Regions from separate parts of the Mus musculus genome. Here all the other regions are linked to region 1. Evidence: chromatin contacts called from public promoter capture Hi-C data. All regions are on one chromosome and are shown on one strand. The core of a region is the stretch at or near the end of the contact, and the rest is flanking DNA. Distances in the headings are between cores, read along the strand shown.

What was found. Promoter capture Hi-C pulls out the DNA fragments that hold promoters and counts their contacts. Capture Hi-C pulls out chosen DNA fragments and counts their contacts.
Region 2: a promoter capture Hi-C map of the HPC-7 cell line shows a contact between it and region 1. The contact joins the promoter of Rnase9 here to the promoter of Klhl33 in region 1. A contact is called at or near these places in 13 of 39 promoter capture datasets (3T3-L1-derived adipocytes, the C10 cell line, the HPC-7 cell line and 8 more), 3 of 484 Hi-C or Micro-C datasets (embryonic stem cells and palatal mesenchyme), 1 of 115 datasets of contacts at active chromatin or transcription factors (forebrain) and 4 of 9 other capture datasets (adipose tissue, liver, macrophages and 1 more).
Region 3: a promoter capture Hi-C map of liver shows a contact between it and region 1. The contact joins the promoter of Rnase6 here to the promoter of Klhl33 in region 1. A contact is called at or near these places in 3 of 39 promoter capture datasets (the C10 cell line, the HPC-7 cell line and cranial neural crest) and 1 of 9 other capture datasets (liver).
Region 4: a promoter capture Hi-C map of liver shows a contact between it and region 1. The contact joins the promoter of Rnase4 here to the promoter of Klhl33 in region 1. A contact is called at or near these places in 15 of 39 promoter capture datasets (the 3T3-L1 cell line, 3T3-L1-derived adipocytes, the C10 cell line and 8 more), 6 of 484 Hi-C or Micro-C datasets (embryonic stem cells, liver, muscle stem cells and 1 more), 9 of 115 datasets of contacts at active chromatin or transcription factors (the 230-238 cell line, embryonic stem cells, fibro-adipogenic progenitors and 2 more) and 5 of 9 other capture datasets (adipose tissue, embryonic stem cells, liver and 2 more).

Annotation. Positions count from the first base shown.
Region 1 is chr14:50,896,122-50,898,824 of GRCm38.p6, forward strand. Klhl33 (kelch-like 33) reads right to left here and starts at 1,362. Exons shown (of 4, transcript NM_001370764.1): 1 at 327-1,362. The coding sequence starts at 1,062.
Region 2 is chr14:51,040,541-51,043,413 of GRCm38.p6, forward strand. Rnase9 (ribonuclease, RNase A family, 9 (non-active)) reads right to left here and starts at 1,327. Exons shown (of 2, transcript NM_183032.2): 1 at 1,212-1,327.
Region 3 is chr14:51,127,601-51,130,587 of GRCm38.p6, forward strand. It overlaps Rnase6 (ribonuclease, RNase A family, 6), which reads left to right and starts at 1,437. Exons shown (of 2, transcript NM_030098.3): 1 at 1,437-1,564; 2 at 2,548-2,987. The coding sequence starts at 2,553.
Region 4 is chr14:51,094,468-51,097,356 of GRCm38.p6, forward strand. Rnase4 (ribonuclease, RNase A family 4) reads left to right here and starts at 1,533. Exons shown (of 2, transcript NM_201239.3): 1 at 1,533-2,006. Ang (angiogenin, ribonuclease, RNase A family, 5) reads left to right here and starts at 1,533. Exons shown (of 2, transcript NM_007447.3): 1 at 1,533-2,006.

The DNA of each region.
Region 1 (2,703 bases), core at 112-2,611:
ATGGACTGTACTCTAAGCCCTAGCCATCTGGCTGGAAATTCTAGCTACCAGGGAGGGGGGGGGGGGGGGGAAACTGCCTGAACTATCTATCAGTTCAAATCTGTCCGGGTGTCTAGGAAAACAATTCAACTGCGCATGTGCATTTCTTGGTGGCTCTGGAGAAGCACCAAAAAGGACATTCTTGCTGAAGCAATAATACAAAACTATTTCGCAAGGCTAGGGGGTGTGGATCCATGGTAGAGTGGAATTAAGGCCTTAGGTTCCATCCCTACCACCGCAAAACAAGCAAAACATGCATTTTTGGCAGTTGTCTCACAGACTCTCACCCCGCAGGCGGTAGCCCTCTGCCTCCAGCTCCAAGTCGCACCCGATGCCCTCTCGATACAGACGCTCAATGCTGTGCAGATTCTCCCTCAGCTCCTCTGCCTGGCTGAGCTTCTTTTCATTTCCCCTGGCTTTACCAAGTCCTTCTGGCTTCAGCTGGGCCGCCTTCTTCACCCGGGGTGCTCCCAGCGCCTCTGCAGCAGCCAGCACTTCGTCCTGTGAGGCGGGGCCCAGCACCCCCTCGTAGGCAAAGGTCAGCGCAGCCTCCCAGCCCCTCGGGGTCACATCAAGGCTGAAACTGGGCTGCTGACCCCCACCGCTCAGCAGCCTGCCTCGGAAGAGGCTGCTAATTGCAGCCAAGATCACCCGATGCACCCCATATACCTGTCCCCCCACAGACACCTCTTCATCCAGCAGCAGCTTCTGCTCCCGCAGTCTCTGCGCTTCAGCGAAGAACTGGCAGGGGTGCTCCACGCTGCACAGCATCTCAGGCTCCGCTGAGTCGTCGCTGTCATCCTGCTTCTTCCCTTTCTCCGGAGATGAAGCTAGAAAGGGAAGGTTTCCTGAAACGAAGGGGCTAGGTGGGTCAGGCTCTGCCAGAGAAAAGGAAAACAAGCCGGGATCCTCATCGGAAGAGGGAGACCGGGAGAAGGTTCTTCCGGCAGGCACAGGTAGTTCAAGACTGTCCTTCTCGATAGGAAGGGAGACATGCTCCAAGTCTGAGGAAAGGCTTGCCATCTTCCAGACGCTTGTGAGGTTGCCGCAGGTGCCCAGGCATGAGAGAAGTATACCTGAGCAGCACTCAGGAAAACAGAACTGTCTTCAATTCAGCTGTCAGTCCCTCACTCCGTCCGGTGACACACTAACTTTGGGCTATATGGCGCTAACTAACCATAGGGTTCACCAAGTGCAACAGAACCACAAACGCCTGTAGCCATCTGGCTCAGGACAAAGCCCCGCTTTCCACTCGTTTTCTTTTAATCCCAGGCAGGAGACACCGGGCTTCTGCTTGCCCTCTCTTGAGTTCCCAGTCTGCTTAGGACTGCTGTGTACGGATCCTAGCAGTGCCCGCACTTGGCTAATTATAGCTAGCCTGAGGGCTAAACCCTCATCTCTCAGTGCTGGAAGCTGACACTCAATGCACTGGGCCAAGTCCTGGGATGACTTCCCCTTTCCCTCCTTCCAAACCTGTAGGTCACAAGAGTGTGTTGAGTGGGGAAAATTGCAAAGCAAAGGGAACGCAAACGTTGGGTAGAGTGAGCCAGGCCAGAAGGACTGACTGTTTTCCCAGTTGGTGGCTGGAGGTGACAGGAGGCTAGTGAGGGAGTCTGGAAAGTCTAGACTATAAACAATTAACATTTGACTCATCTTCCTCCATCATAGCTGTGGGATTTGGGGGGGAAATATCTCTTAACATCTGCCTGACTTTGCTGTTCCTTCATAACCCCAGAGGGTGGACCAAAAGCCTAACACTTTACACAGCAGTGATAACCAAACTGAAGGTGTAAATCAGAGATGTGTATTTTTAGGAACTGGTTTTAACAGGTAATGTCTTCTATGTGGCCTCCACTTCCCTTAAGTCCTGAACTCTGGTGGAAATCTCCTGTGAAGGGATTATATGCAGGTACCACTAGGACTGCCAGAAAGTTAAACTCTAATGGCTCTTGTCCTTCCCTAACCGCCCCCCACCCCCCGGCCTCCTGGCCATGCTCTAAGAGAATTTGAACTCACTAGTGGATTTCCTCTTCAGATTCTTCAGAAAGAGGAAGCTTATATCATGTTGTTAGACATGCCTCTAAACCATAGAAGGGAACAGAAGTGAGGCTGCAGGTCCAGTTGGACCAATGCTTCTCAAGGATGGCTTCATCAGGGTGTCCACCAATGGAAGCTCTGAACTCTCTTCTCCCAAGTCACACTGCCAGCACTCAGAGCTGCCTGCTGGATACCAACTGATGTTTTCTTCATACTCCACCCTGAGACTGAAGTCTGCCTTAGTAAGGACAGGGTCAGTAGCCATGTAGGGCCTAGAGCCTGGGTTATAGAAACCAGTTGCCGGGGCTGGAGAGATGGCTCAGTGGTTAAGAGCACTGGCTGCTCTTCCAGAGGTCCTGAGTTCAATTCCCAGCAATCACATGGTGGCTTACAACCATCTGTAATAGGATCTGATGCCCTCTTCTGGTGTGTCTGAAGACAGCTACAGTGTACTCATATAAATAAAATAAATGAATATTAAAAAAAAAGAAACAAGTTGCCCGTCAATTTTCTGGTGACTGTCATCAAATGCTGGTGACTACAACCTGGCTAGATCTTTGGTCTGAACTCTTTGCCCCTTCTCTGGGGTCTGTTTAAATGCAATCAGGCAGGATCAGAAAAGTAATC
Region 2 (2,873 bases), core at 77-2,576, 140 kb after region 1:
CATGCATCTTAGTGATGTCTGTCATGAAACCTTCCTGGTTAATTGTGATACATTTTAAAGATCTTTCTATAGGAAACTGAGGAGTGACAACATCTATCCATTAGACGATTCCAATTTGCTAAAATAAGCAACAAAGCCTAGTCTACAAACCAGTTTAGAGACCAGTCTTTTGTAGAGAACTTCTAGACCCAGTTGTCTTGTGTATTCCTATCCCAAATAGGACTGTTTTTCATTAATTCTCCAAGATCTTTCTCTCAGTGGAAAGCAAGGACCTTCTCTCTACTTGAAGTAGGCTTCTGAGACAGAATTTGCACGTGGCTTCCTACCTCAATTGTACCCATTGTTATCTATTGTTTCAGAGAAAGGGTGGATCGCTTTACTTAGAACTTGACAGCAGAGATACGAGTCTTCAGTGAGAATAAATCATTCTGAGTTAGGAAGAGAGAGTGAATCTGAGCAGCTCATAAGTACATTGTTGAAGTGAATTTAAATCTTAAAACAGTAACACAGATAGTAGTATAAGAAGTTGTACACGTCTTACCATAAGCTATGACAAAGACTTCCTATATATTTCCAACATTGGAACAGCCAAATTATAGAAGTTCTGTTTACTTTTTATTATTAGCATCTTCTCACTTCCCTCATGGCAACTATAGCAACCAAGAAACTCTAGCCCATGTGTAAGATAAGTAGGAATACAGTTGTGGCTAATTGCTTATTTGGATTTTTATCATATCCATTAGGAAAGGCCACAGAAATTTATAGAGAGAGTCAGAAGATGGGGGCACACAGTGGAAAATGGAGCGACTAGGAAAGTTAAACACAGAGGTACAGAGGGAGGAAAAGAAGTTGTATTTCAAACTGGTGGTGTTGAGTGGTCCTTCTACGTGAACATATACCTTCCTCCACATAATTTTTTCATACCTCCATCAATATCACCCTGTGAGAACCAGAGAGTTCAGCTCAAAACTCTGCAGTGAGAACACAGAGCATCTGGGGCATCTTGAGCAAGAGTGAGCAAATCGACACACACATGATCAATGGAGTCCAGGTGTACCCACTCACCGAGTGAGAACTCAGCAACAAAGTGGCCTTCAACAAATCTATCGCATTACAGTTTCTGTACGTTTCAAACCTGGGAGTGTCTAGGTAACAGGGAAAGAAATCATTATCAAGTTATCTTAAACACCAGAGAGCCTCGACTGACTCACAGAAGAGGGATGTCCAAGGGGCACAGGAGGAGGAAGCTAAAACTCTTCACCAGACTCTTGCCATCGTCTCCTCTCCACTTCTTTGTAGAACAAAAGTGCTCCTCTACGGGCGCTCTGTGGAATGGCAGGGCCAGGCACTGTCACTTTTGTACCCTCTTCTAGGGTCACAGTGTTCCCACTGTGCAGCCTTCCCCCACCTTCTTTCATCAAGGAAACTCACTCTTCTGATTGGCCTTGCCTCTGCCACTTGAGTAAATTGGCAATGTGGGGGTTTCTCACTGGTCAGCCATGCTCTTCTTGAGGAAAGAAAAGCAAAACCATGAAGAAAAGCCTAGCAGAACTTTAAATTGTTGACAAAAGCGCTGCTGGTACTGAGCAGAAAACCAGTGAGGGCCGTGGGCATTTGCGTGGGTGGAGAAGTCAGAACGCTGAACTCTGTCAACCTCATAGTTTTAATTATTATTGCATTTTAATTGTGTATGGGGGCATGTGCTCCACGGTGACATGTAGAGGTCAGAGGATGACTTTCGGGAGTTGCTTCTCGTTTTCTGTCATGTAGATTCCAGGAATTGAAATGAGCTCCTCAGGCGTGCTGAGCCATCTTACCAGCCCTATGTCTCCATCTTTTCCTTATCTCACCATTTTATTCAGTGGAAATATAGATTGCATACGAGGAAAAAAAAAGAGGTTTTGTTTTTGTTTTTGTTTTTGTTTTTTCAAGATAGGGTTTCTCTGTGTGGCCCTGGCTGTCCTGGAACTCACTCTGTAGACCAGGCTGGCCTCAAACTCAGAGATCTGCCTGCCTCTGCCTCCCAAATGCTGGGATTAAAGGTGTGTGCTACCACTGCCCAGCAAGAAAGAGATCGTAATAAAGTGTTATTTATGAATGAATTATTTCTTGCTAATTTCTTTTTTTTCTCAAGATTTATTTATTTTATCTTATATATGTAAGTACACTGTCACTGTCTTCAGACACACTAGAAGAGGGCACCAGATCCCATTACAGATGGTTGTGAGCCACCATGTGATTGCTGGGAATTGAACTCAGCACCTCTGGAAGAGCAGTCAGTGCTCTTAACCTCTGAGCCATATCTCCAGCCCTCTTGCTAATTTCCTAATCTTAGTTTCACTACTATAAATGTTGGAACTCAAAAGAGATTTTAGCACTACAATATGCTTTTAAGATTCCAAGCATCCCTGGTTAAATTTTGTAAGGAAATTCCAGGTTTTAATTGCACCAAATGGATTATTTTCGCAAATATTTTGAAGCAATGTTGTTTGTCTTAAACATTCACCTCAAAACCTAAAGGAGGACAAAGACCGCACTGAGTGAAGAAAATCTGAACAGCCTGAGTCCAGAGTGGATAGCCAGGAGGTCAAACACATTGTTAACTCAGTTCACAGCGCTTCTTCCTCTAAGGTGAATGGTAAGTGCTTGAGCTTGTGAGACATGCAGAATAAACCTACAAGAAACAAAAATTCTCATTGATTGAAAGTCAACTTTCAAACATAAGTACAGAGTAATTTTCATATCTCACTTTGGAACAATGAAGTCAATCCAGCACAGAGGCGGCAGAATCTCTTCACACGTGTCATGCTTTTTGCAAATTAATTTTCACTAATGCTTTGTCTAGCTTTTTAAAGCACAAGGCTATATAAAAA
Region 3 (2,987 bases), core at 187-2,686, 230 kb after region 1:
GTGGAGAAATGGAAAAGAAAGAGAGACATAAGGATGTGTGCTCTATGAAGAGAGAGGGAACTGGAGACTCAAAGGCAGTGAGGAACAGCCTAATGTGAATAGCTTGTGGTCATGATGAGATCCTGGCCTGTGCTCCCACTGAGAACCATGTCTGGGTTCATGGCCCTGCAGAAGGAGGGGTCTGTGTTGATGTCTGTGGCCCATGATATCACCAAAGGCTGTGTGGCTGTCTCTGGTCTAGACTGCCACCTGGGACTAGGCTATGCTAAGCTGATCCTATCCCTCACTTGGGCAGTGTGGGAGAGGGCTCAGGCCTTCATCAGCTGCAGCTCAAATCAGCTCCCTCCCCCACCATATGGAGAAGCACAGTAGAACTGGCCCTGGTTTTAAGGATTGTGGGTGACCTGGGCCCCAAGGGTATGAGTGCAGAAACACTGGCTGTCCTCAGGGGCCATCTGTTGGTGTGGGCGTGGGAGAGATGCCTCCCCTCCCCCGACTGCTAGCCACCTGAAGCAGATAGGAGAGCTGGCCCCACCCCTTGCCAGCTGTAGCATTTGGAGAGCACCCTAAACCTTGCCTGGGCAGTACAGTAGATCTGGCCAAGTTGGTGTGAGCAAAGGAGAGCTATTAGGCTCACCAACTCAGCTACTACCCAGGCCCAGATCCAGGGCTTTGAGTTTGCCCACCCTTACATCTACCCTATCTATGGCAGAGCACATGAAGGGGCAGGTCCTCCAGAACCATAGCTGCAAGATCTCCAGGACTCATGGCAATAACAGGATATCCCAGAGGAGTCCCAGTGAGGATCCAGTATTGATAGTTTAGCAGAAGCCAGAGTCCCCAAACCAGACCAAAGACTCACTGCAATGAACATCTGCAAGTAAAGATGTTTGGACAAAAGGGTCTACTGTGGCACATACTGTTATACACTCTGTGAGATGTTTGTTTTCTTTCCGTGGGGAAGGTGCAAAGGTGGAGTGCGGATACGGAGGGATGAGTGACGAGAGGGATTGGGTGCATGATGTGAAATTCTCAAAAAATCAATTAAAAGTTTTTTTTGTTGTTGTTTTTTTTTTAAAGCTATTTTTAAAGATGCGTATGGGGTAAAGGAACTATATGAATGTAATTGCAGGTGCCCAAAGAGGCCAAAAGCACCAGCTATATATATATATATATATATTTTTTTTTTTTTTTTGTTAAAAAAACCTAAAATCATAGGGCTTCAAAAACGGAAGCTACAGTGAAAAAGGAAGTGCTAAGCCCACAGCAAGTGATCAGGTCCTTAAACCTCTGAGCTTTGAGGCTACTTGGTTTTTGAGTTGAGTTTGTTCTTCCTCTTCGCTGACATTGGAACTGTTAAAGAGCTCACTAGGAGGTGGAGAGTCTTACCCCACTGTACTTCTGCAAAATCTAAGGTTTCTCTTTCATAGGCTTAAAAATAAGCCTTCCTGTGCCCCACCTAGGCAGCTGTGACCGGCTTGAAGAAGAGAAACAAACAAAATATTCTGAGCCTGGGACGGATCATCTGGCCCTGTTCACCATAGGAGCCCAGCACAACCAGCAGGTAAGAGAGGTGCTTCAGGCCCCTGGCCAGGCAGCGGAGTTGTCTGGGAAATGCCAACTGGAGAGGGAAGATAAACATGGACCAAGGGATGACAGGTGGAAGCTGCAGCGGGAGGATGGGGGGTGTTACTGCAGGTATCATACAGGGAAGGGAACCCCACGAAGAGATAAGAGTGAAGATTGGGTACAAATTGACTGGATCGGACTTCTGAGAGTCTAATAACAGGCGGTTTATTCCCAGTGTATTTAAACCCAGTATAATTTGGAAAAAAAAGTTTCCTGGCATAATTCAATCTCTGATGCACAAGGAACTGTAGTAACATTGAAACTCAACTCAGGGTAGTGTCATTTCTTCAAAGAAATAGGTTCTAAAGATAAGCTACCTGTACTAGCTTAAGGGCTTAAAGGTCTGGCCTGGTTTCAGGCATACAGAGAGCATAGAGGTCATTTGGGTCATTAGTCAATTCTGGTCCTTGTTATGGAACCTTGGGGGAGCCTCTGACTGTAAGAGTCATTTATATTAAGAGCAACCTTCAGTCCTGGTTGCAGGAGCTTCATATAGCTGGCCCAACCGATAACACAGGTCACCAGAATGTTAACCACTTCCAGTTGTCAGCTTTCTGGATGGAAGGTCGGGGGTTTTCCTCTTTCCCACTGGAAAGACAATCTTGTGTGCTTAACATTTCTGGTTTCTCTGAAGATCTGTGGATGCACGGGCATTTGTGCTGTGATCCCAACAGGAAGCATTCATGTATGAATTTAGGTCAAAGAGGATGAGAGGTGACAATCAGGCCAGCCTACTCGTCTCTGACCTCCTTATTGGATTTCAAATTTTTCATAGAATTTGAATATGAGACTAGCTTACTTCATTTTTTAGGAGCTATGAAATCATAAAAGGAAGGGGGAAAAATCAAGCTAGTTGTGATAGATACGTTTGCTCTTATTGCTTCTTCTATCACCACAATCTTCCTTTTCCCTACACAGAAAACATGGTGGTAGACCTTCCCAGGTACCTTCCTCTCCTATTGCTGCTTGAGCTGTGGGAGCCGATGTATCTACTTTGCTCTCAGCCTAAGGGTCTCTCCAGGGCACACTGGTTTGAAATTCAGCACGTACAGACAAGTCGTCAACCATGCAACACAGCCATGCGCGGTGTCAACAATTATACCCAACACTGTAAACAGATAAACACCTTTCTGCATGAATCTTTCCAGAATGTGGCTGCTACCTGCAGTTTGCACAATATCACCTGCAAGAACGGTCGGAAGAACTGCCACGAGAGCGCAGAACCTGTCAAGATGACTGACTGCTCACACACTGGAGGAGCCTATCCTAACTGCCGCTATAGTAGTGATAAGCAATACAAGTTCTTCATTGTGGCCTGTGAACACCCAAAGAAGGAAGACCCTCCCTACCAACTAGTG
Region 4 (2,889 bases), core at 283-2,782, 200 kb after region 1:
GTAGACCAGGCTGACCTCAAACTCACAGAGATCCACCTGCCTCTGCCTCCCAAGTGCTGCTGGAATTAGGGGTTTGCTTTTTAAAAGACTTTACACTCTTAGAGTCTGCTCTGTGGTCAGGAACAAAAGCTCATTGGTGAAGGCAAACTAACTGATTTCAGAACTTTTTGCAGGCAAGTGTAGAACACTCCCAGGTTCATTGCAACACCTCCAATGACCTCATCAGACCCCAGGGGAAGCATCTTCCAGCTCCCACAGCCAGAGATTGCTCGGCTTAGCAATCAAGTTTATTTAATAACTGCTACCAAATCTTGCATCTCTGAACCTTTAAAGAGAAGCCCAGAATGTTTTTCGTGGTTAGAGGCTCTAGATCAGTTGATGAGGACTTATGTGTCAGTCACTGAGAATATAGAAATGAGTAAGTAAAAATTCTTCTCTGGAAAGGATCCACCCAATGGAGAGACACTGAGATTAACTAACTTAAAGGAATGTTGGCAGCCCATTTCTTCAGTTACACCAACGGAAGTGAATCCAGATCCATCCCGACCGTACTGTGGGTCCTTTATACCAGTGCAGTCTTCCCCAAGTGTTCCCAAGTCCGGGTGTGAACATGTCTGCAAGTCAGCGCCCCAAAGCTGCCTGCTTGCATTTTTGCTGCTTTCTGAGGGTTCCCTGTTCCTGCCACACAGAGGACCAGCCTTGCTGAGGGAGTCTGAAGATGCTGGAGTGCTGAATTCTTCCTCCTGCTACGGCGAGTCAGCTGATGCTCTCGTTTTTTTTTTTTTTTTTTTTTTTTTGTGCCCAGACTCACCTCAGACATCCCCAGCACGCTTCCACACAGTGAGAGATGCTTTGCCCCTGCCTCCACCTCTACTCCGCTGACAACCTGTAGGTCTCCCATCCCTATTTTTGCTTTTAGAAATTAGTACAGCTTAAATCACACATAAATATCTACACAATGATGGAGCAAAATCTAGAAATTGACAAGGAGCTAAAATATTGCAACTTTGCCCTATATACAAGATAAATGTATGGCAACTTTTAAAATTGTATGTATTTATTTATCTGCATGTATGTCTGTGTACCACACATATGCAATGCCCAGGGAGACCAGATGAAGGCATCACTACATATGGTTGGGAACTGCCATGTGGGTCTGAGAACTGAACCTGAGTAAGTGCCTGCAACCACTGAGCGATCTGTCCAGCCTTGAAGATGAATCTGTTAGAACAATTCTAGTAGATTTCTTCACTACCTCACTGTGTACTTTCTGGGTTTTAGAAGTCTGACCCCGTGGCTTGTCTACTCTTCGATCTTAGAGTTACCTCATAAGCAGAGCAGACATGCATAATTTCTTCTGTACTTGGTTCCCATAATGCTTAGATGTAGACAGCTGGTTTTGCAACTGTGCTTTAAAGAACAGGAAGCTGAGTAGCCATAAATATATATTCTTTTTTCTCCAGAGGATGGACAGAGGGAGGAGGAGCCCAGGAAGTGCTGTGTGTATTTCTGGGGGTTGGAGAGGTGGGGGCACAGTTGCCTCACTCCTTCCTTTAGACTTCTTTCAAAGTAGTTCCTGAAGTTGGCCTGAACGTCAGGGATAATATGTTTTTGGATCTATGGCATATGCACAGTGAAACTTCAGTCCTACCCTGAGCAAGGATAAGGACCATACACATAAGGAAAGAGGCAGCTTAGGAACAAAAGGCCGTGCTTAGCAAACATTATCATTGCTGAAAGAGATGTGTGGTCCACCAGGTGGTTAATATTTGACCCAGGCATGCTCAGGGGAAAGGTGAATGACTCCTTGTTTGCCCATGATTAGTGGCCTTGGTTTACAAGTCGCTGCCAAAGTAAAGATCCTTAGATAGGTTCTCCCCACCCCGTCACATGAGCACTGTATATTACCAGCCTGTGAGGAGCCTCTAGCTTCACACCGCAGGACCCTGTCTCCAGGAGCACGCAGCTGGACACATTCCCAGTCGGAGGAAAGCTGGCCAGCTTTGGTAAGATTCTTCCTTGTGGGTGTTCAACTCTCTGCTTCTTTTCCTCTGTGCTCTTTCTAGCAGTTCATCTATTTTAGTGAAACTGACTAACACCCCTTACGCTTTCTGGACTCAAACTTGCACATTAAAAAGAAAACGAGTAAGAGTTAAAATTTAAAATGAAAACAGGATTATTTGGTGTGGTTTGTATCTGGGAAGCAATTAATGGGATTTCGATCAAGGAGATGGAGATATAGGAGGGTTTCTTCAATTGTGATTAAAAGCCCCCAAAGGCTTAGGAAGCCATTTGCAGAAGGGCATGTGATCTGTCGTGTTTCCTCCATAACAAGCTTGGCTTGGCAGGAATAATAAGGAAAACCCCGAGTCTGGTGGTGGTGGTCCACACCTTTAATTTCAGCACTGGGGTGGTAGAGGCAGGCAGATCTCTGAGTTCAAGGCCAGTCTGGTCTATAAAGTGAGTTCCAGGACAGCCAGGGCTACCCAGAGAAAGCCTGTCTCCAAAAAGAAAAAGGAAAGAAAAGAAAAGAAAAAAAAAAAAAAAAAAAAAAAAGGAAAACCCGGAATCAGGAAGTACTTTCAGCAGTATTTCCTACTCAATTCTTTCCTAAAAAAAAAAAAGAAGGAAGAAAAAAGAAAAAGTTATGGACGCTCCTTAAAAACAAAGAGGAACATGAACCAAGATCAAAAGATGCTAGGTTGAGGGGAGAAAGGAGGAAAGACAGGAGGAAGACCAGGCACAGGGTGTTCTAGTCCAGTTGGACTGTTATGAAGATACACAAAGTAGGGAGAGTATACCTAGGAGAAGGGTGTTTATCACATTGCCACCCCAGCTGCAGGTAGTTTGCTACATGTCTAGTCTACATAGCACTGCCAACCCGGATTC